Regions from separate parts of the Dromaius novaehollandiae genome. Here region 2 is linked to region 1. Evidence: chromatin contacts called from public Hi-C data. All regions are on one chromosome and are shown on one strand. Each heading gives the region's core, a stretch centred on a gene start, on an enhancer-like site or on the middle of the called end of the contact. The rest is flanking DNA. Distances are from core to core; before and after follow the strand shown. Region 1 has its middle 30 kb from the start of TRIM2. Region 2 overlaps MND1 (meiotic nuclear divisions 1).

What was found. A called contact is a pair of places that touch in the nucleus more often than the background predicts.
Region 2: a contact with region 1 is called in a Hi-C map of ovary, with 2.2 times the contacts expected there. The contact joins two enhancer-like sites.

Annotation. Positions count from the first base shown.
Region 1 is chr4:40,139,171-40,142,768 of bDroNov1.hap1, forward strand. No RefSeq gene overlaps it. Among named protein-coding and RNA genes, the nearest start is that of TRIM2, 30 kb to the right of the region's middle. Within about 2 kb of position 1,676, at least 1 of the 2 cell types and tissues checked has open chromatin away from gene starts, as enhancers often do.
Region 2 is chr4:40,256,046-40,259,643 of bDroNov1.hap1, forward strand. It overlaps MND1 (meiotic nuclear divisions 1), which reads left to right. Exons shown (of 8, transcript XM_026104979.2): 4 at 4-152. Among named protein-coding and RNA genes, the nearest start is that of MND1, 7.2 kb to the left of the region's middle. Within about 2 kb of position 1,541, at least 1 of the 2 cell types and tissues checked has open chromatin away from gene starts, as enhancers often do.

The sequences.
Region 1 (3,598 bases), core at 426-2,925:
ATCATCCACACCCATCAGAGTGGAATGTTTTGTTTATTGCCAGTTAACCTGAAATCCCCTATAAGATAAAAGTGGCAGAATACTTTATTTACATAATCCAAATATAGACGACAAAGTTAGCAGATGCAGAGGCAAGCCGAAAGAAGTGAAAGCACACCTTTATGTCTAGCTGTATTCCAGCTCAGTTTCAGCTAACAAGCAGTTGGGACAATTTGGTAGCTTCATGGCTGGGATCCAGTTCTCAGACAAAAAACAGGGCTCTGGATTTAGTTGTTACTGAAGAAGACTGTGTTTGGGAGATACCTGAATCTGAAAGCTGGCCAAGCTTTCTTTGGAATTCTATTCAGATTCAAGCCTGCCCTTTCTTTTTATGTTCTTTTTCCATTTCCTTCCCCTGTAATTCATCATTTACTCAGAGGATGGAGTGGAAACACAATGGGAAAAACCCCCCAACATTATTTAACTTTCTCCTTTGCTCTTCTCCAAGCCATAGACCCAGTTCTTAAATATATTGTGAATGAAAGTCCAGCTCCACTGAGGCCTGTAGCAAATCTTCCATTGACTTCAGTGAAACCAGCATTTTGCCCTGAATTTATGTAGTAGTAAAGCACTACTAAACCACACATGCTGTAATGCATACCCAAAATGCTAGTGGTTCCTTTTCAGGGATTGGCAAAAATGCTTTTGTGAGATCATGGGGTGCTAAACCAGTGTTTCCGTTGTCCGATATTGAGCAGAACCTTTGTTGGCATGCAGGGAAATACTGTTAAACGCTCCTCCTCCAAAGCAGTTCTTAATATTAAATGGATAATGTACATTTTTACATGTTATCTTTGGGTTTTAAATATATTTGCCTACTTGCAATGCTTTGGAATTTGTCTGCATGAGATTCATCTGCAATTGCCTAAAAATGTCAGTATCTTGTTTTAGCATGGTTTCAAAATATGAAAATCTTGTGTTTGAGCATGGTGTTTATAAAAAGTAGGTTAACCAGCCTCTGAAGATCTCTATTTTGAGCTTCTCCAGTGTTTCTGGCTTGTTTCAGAAGGACTTTCTCTAGGCATAAAAAGTGGAAGAATCCTTGAGGCTAAGTCTTCCAGCAAGAACAGTTGTCTCTGATTGTGTATGACATCTTCTCCTCATAAATCGAAATGGTTTTGCATAGATCACTATACATTTCAGGAAGTGGTAATGCTTCTGAATTGATCTAGATATAAACTAGTCATTGAAAATATAAGAGTCTGTAGTCAGTTACCAACTCTGATCTGTACTGATCCACCCAAGAGCTGAGCACCACTGTAGCTGTACAAACTGGAATTGCTAGGGGAAACATGGAGCTATAATGGTGGAGCTGCTTCTGGTCAATTTGCCAAGGCATATGAAGTTGATGTAGATGTACTACAGCTGACACATTTAAGACTGTTGATGTTTTCTTGGGTATACTGTGATTGTATTTTTTATAGGCCTTTTTATGAGTATGTTGACACTAAACTGTTTGTAAAGGACTTAGCTCATAGACTACACTGGTCATCCCGTGTCTCCATATTTAAATGGATATTTATGTTTCAGTCACTGAAATACAGGTTACTTAGTGCAGTGATTTAATACAGAAGGGAGACACTCTAAAGGTGTAGTTCTCCTTACAGTCAAAAGATGGTAGTACAATTTCTATTCCAAGCAGCCTAGCAACACAGAGCAATTGCAATGCACCCATTGTTTGTATTTATAGGAGGGGATAAGGCAAAAGAGGATGGGTGCAAGTCTGTAGACAAGATCACAACAACGAGTTGTTTGTCAGGGGGTGGTTATGACCATGATCATCTCTGTTAGTGATTCTGAATATGGTCTGGATAACCACGCTTAATTGGCCCTAGTGCAACTATGGTGCCAGCTGGTGCCAGGATAGACATGCTTAGCAAAGGGCTTAACGAAGGGTTTAGGGGTTGAGAGAGCATGGAGTGAAAATGTCCATCTCACCATCTCTCATGTTTTCAATAAAGTGTCTAAAAGCAACAAATGCTGTAATTAGAGCAGCAAGTTTAACTAGGTGCAGCTATTAACTAGTATAATATTCATCTCAAATACTATAGTTATGTGTGAACAGTTCATAGCAAGAAAATGATGCTTATATGGAAAACAGTAATAGACTTTCCTTAATTAAAAGGAGTGAAGCCACCATGCACTAATTGTTCAAACACACAAAGACAAGCTTTGACTTGAGAAATGTGGGCTCTACCCATCCCATTCTGTTTTATAGGATTACAAACCAAATAAAATGCTGATGCTAAAGAAGTATTTATTTGCTTAGGTGAGTCAACAATGGGATTTCAATCCTATTTTGTCTGTAATGGGTCCTCTTATAGCAATTGCTTGTGGGTTTTTTTTGTTTTTGTTTTTTTTTGCTTGGGCATACTGATGATTGTAGCAGAATTTGGAAAACTTACGTTACACAAGGAATAATATTTTTCAACAAAGTAAAGTCATTTAGTATCTGATTATGCCTAGCACAGAAATACTTAGATGCCTATGATACTGCACTTGAACTGAGAAAGTGGGAACATGGTTTTACTCAGTGTGTGCAAGGATTGTGGTGGAATGTTTGTATCCTTGAATAATATGGAGGATACCTCTGTACACCGCGAGATGCTACTATAAATCTGTGTAGAACTATGAATAATAACTTGAAATCCTTTGATACAAGTATTCTGCTTTTAGATGCAAACTATCTGCTTAAGGAATATCAGTTAGACACTGCAGTGCCTGTAAGGATTGTGCTTAGCCCTCACAGGTTAAGCCTGGACATGAGAATTAGGCACCCTATGGAGTCAATGAAGAGTCTTCAGGCTCAGCGTAGAAATAGCTAATAGAAAACACTGAGCATAGGACTTTGTCCAAATCTTCTTGCTTTGGGAAATTAGATGCCTAGTTGAAAGCTGTACATTAACACATTTTCCCACCCAGGATTCCCTTATGGATGCCATCTATTGGAGCAGGACTGTTTGGAGAAGGTGAAAAAAGTGGTTTAATTCTCAAGCTTCAGGTTGAAGGGAACAATGAGATAAATTGCCAAAAAAGCTCTGCAGGTCAAGGCAGAAGCCAGTTTCTGAGATAAATGTAAGAGCAGTAGGAAACCAGGAGGTTGTTTTCTATTCAGTGATTTCAGTCTCAGCCTAGGAGCAGGAAGGAGTTTGCAACTCCTACAGTCAAAAGATTAGTTTGAGGCACTGGGATTATCTGAGATTTGTCTAAATCAATCTGTACATTGTCTAGGGAAAATGATGGCAGGAGCAGACTCATACCTTTGATTCCTTGTCACTGAGCCAGGACTCTTACTTCCAGAAACCCAGGAACTCTCTGTGCATGGACTTCTGTGAAATCTAAAGGAGAGAAACAATACTGCTGACATGCATCACTGGCAGCACTTTCCTCTCTCCTCCAACAATCTTTGTCTTAATTCACAGTGATTTCTGCAGCACCCTAGTTCTCTCTGGCAATTAATTTTTTGCAGGCAATAGCTGATTTGGACTGGAGTGTTGGAAAAGTTTACTAACAAGTGTTTTGAATAAGTGTTTTCATAATTTCCATTCCACTTGGAATC
Region 2 (3,598 bases), core at 291-2,790, 120 kb after region 1:
TAGCATCCATGTCAGTGAAGGAGATTCTGCAAAGTTTAGTTGATGATGGCATGGTGGACACTGATAGAATTGGAACTTCCAATTATTTTTGGGCTTTTCCAAGTAAAGCTCTTCATGCCAGGAGGCGTAAATTGGAAGAACTGGAGTCTCAGGTAAGTCTCTACTATGTATTTGTTTACCTGATTCGGCTTGCTCTTTTCTTATAAGCCTCATCGGTCATTTTCATACAGACTTGGTTAATGTTAAGTTGTCCCACAGTCAATTTTGTCTGCTCCTTTACTGCCTTTGATGTGGACTCAGATGTGTCCAGACAAGAGAAACTTCCTCTGTTTACCTGGATAACCTCGTACCATTTGCAGGCATGGACTGAGAGCCTGGCACGATTGGACTTAAAGCTGTTGTTACTGACTGGTAGTACCAATACACTGATTCCTACTCTAGTGAGGTTTTGTCTGAAACATGAGATCAGTTTAGCCCTCTACACTGACTTGGAATTGGGTTTCCTAGTAGAGTTACTCAACTTACTAGTTTGTTCACACAAGTTTTAGACAAGGCTACTTATTCTGCCAGAGCATAAATACCAACTGAACGAATATGTGCCAAAATTCCAGCTTTGTTGACGAAGCACTCTGCCTTGTTACCACTGTCTTGCTGAATGCAAATGATTTGCTCTTGGACACTTTCAATTTTTAGTCATACTGCAAATTTAGCCAGGTAGTTGAATGAAAGAATTGATATTTGTTATCTTTGCCCTTGGGCCCTGTCCCATCATGAATTTTAAAGATAATTTATCAAGAAGGTCTCTGGCATACCCAGATGAATATCTTCCTTGGAATGCCTTACACAAGCTCCGTAATGTGCTTACACCATCAGTATCCAGGGCTTGTCTACAAACATATGTTGTACTGTTTTAAATGTACTGTTACATTATTAAGCATAATACCATATATTACTATGGTATTATAATAGGCATGCAGTTATTGTATTATAATGTTGGTTCATGGTTATTTCTCTGTAGGAATAAAGTATGGTGATATAAGCAGTTTTGCACTACTAAAACTGTTGCAGTTGGAAGAAAAAAGGTTTGTTACCAGACCAAGTTTGCAAACCAAGTCCTACTGCTAACATATGGGCTTACTGATACAAGAGCTCTTTTTAGATCAGGTTATGAGTCCTTAAAAATACTATATTTGTTACTTTGCATTTCTAATGAGAATGAAATGTCTCAGCATTTCAGGAAGAAAGATTTTTCATTAGTCAAAGCTAACCTTTTTGCTGGCACAGCAGAAAGGTGCCGTTTTCAAATAAACAGTGCTCTGAACATTTTTTTACAAGATGATAAAAGTTTCTGTCTATGATTATGAGTTTACATTAGCTGTATGTAGTGTTTGTATTCTTTATGTGAATGCTTACGCATTTTCTTGATGGTTTCTACATCCAGTCAGCAAATATCACCAAACTTCCTGTCAGAACATGTAAAGCAGAGGGAAAGAGTAAGCTATTGTACCCTCGCTGTTGCGCGTTGCCTGTTTTTGATCATTCCCATACACAGCCTGTAGCGAGCTGTGTGACGTGCTTGCTTTCTATGTCTTGTCCAGATCACTTGTAAACCGCTTCAGCAGCTGAAAAACAGAATCAAACCTCTTTCCTTAAAGCAAAAGTTTAAAAGTCTAGCAGTTTAGTCCATGTTGTGACCAAGGCTTTTTAACCATAGGCAAGATTTTTTTTTTTTTTTTTTTTCAAAAGGCATGAGTAAATAGTTAAGGAAAAGGTGATCCCAAACATTGCAGTGAAACATTTGAAAATACTGTGGAAGAACAGAACAAACTTCTCCATGATGCAAACTCTCCTCCTAATTCCTGGAGCTGAGGCTTAAGTTTGACAAGTTGGGCCTGCAGAGGGACCTTTTGCTTGCGCACTTTGGCCCTTTATAAAGCTTTAGCTAAGTTGCTTGTAGCGTAGTTGCTCTCGGCTTCTTACACAGCTTGTGATCCTGGGTAGGCTGGTTTAGGAACTATTCTTGAAACCTAAAATTTTTGTTTCAGCTTTTCCGGTGATTATTAAGCCACACCCCAACTTTGTCAGCAGCTCGGTAGACAGGGAGGCTGACTCGCTCCTCATACCAAAGAGCAAGCCATTTTTGTCTGGATATGTAAAGCTGCACCTTACTGTGGTTGTGTATACCCTAGGTTTTTTCCAGGAAGGATTTATGATTTCAGCTGTGTGCTGTGGTATAGGTTGTCATCCCCTTGGGAAGAGATATAGCAATTAAAAACAGTGCTTGAAATAAAGTTATTTCTGTTGACACAGCTTTTTTTCCAGCTTGTTTTTGTGGGGAGGTGCTTGGAGGGTGCAGGTGCTAACTAGTGAACTGACATATAGCAAATCATGTGCCGATTTCACTAGCTTTAGGATTTCAGTGCTGCTCTCTAACCCAGGGTGACTATTTGTATTTCTTCTTGTTTTTCTGAAAAGCAGGGACAGCAAGCATCGTTACTTGTGCAGTTTCTGCTGCAGTTTTTTTGTCTGATAGCCACAGAGAAAGAATTGTTAAGGCGATTTCCATGGATATTGTGTAGATTTGTCTTGCAGTGGCATGGCTGGCTTTAAAGGTCTCTGCCTTCTGCCAGATGCTTTTGCTTGACCTCTTGGTTATGCTTATGCACTTGTGAATTGGATTACTGGAACAGTAAAAGATGTTGGAAGCTTGTTTGCAGATTGTTTTGCAGCTCAGATTTATAGTTGCATCAGTACAGCTGTGGGATGGTGAAATTAGAGCAGGGCTGTGGACTGAGGTGTACTGTTTAAACAAGCTTTATTACTGGAGAGATTCTTAATGTAACTTCATCTTTGTTGAGAGAACTGTGGAAACTTTACTCAGAGGGTTTTTTTCTTTCGTAAGAATAGGTGAAAGGATGTGGTTTTATTCTTTATCAATTTTTCCTGGCAGTCAGTTTCCATAGTTTTGAATTACAGATGTTGAATTATGCTTTGACAAAATGAGTTGTTTATTCTTGGTATAATAATATTGGAAGCTCAGGGCTTTTATTAAACTAACAAAGAATTTGGTGTATGCAGCGTAAGCAGAAAGATCATCTTTTATTGATCATTCTGCTGCCCCTTACTGATTTCATAGCATGCATAAAATGAGGAAACCGGATATCAGTTGCTCCGGCATGTTAATCAGTCATGTTCAGTCTCAGTCAAGAGCTGGTAATATGTTATATACAGTTAGCCCCTATATATTATATACAATTATATATGTTACAGTTATATACAATTAGTTCTATACAGTTAGCTCCCTATATATTAGTTATATACAATTTTGGGGTTGTTGTGATGTATGTATTGCTATAGAATGCATGTGAATTTGAAAGACGTTACTTGCTGAAGAAGAGAGGGTATAAATGCAGCCTAAAACCCTGACAACTGGTTGGAAGGAAGGAAGCAGCATGTCAGCTGAGTGAGAGAAAGAGTGACCTTTCTGATGTAACCTTGCTATAAACAGATTCAGCTTAGATTTTCTTTCATTTCTTCCTCTGGGACTTTGGTAAAATATTCCTAACTGTATTGTCTGTTTTAGCTAAGGTAAATAAAG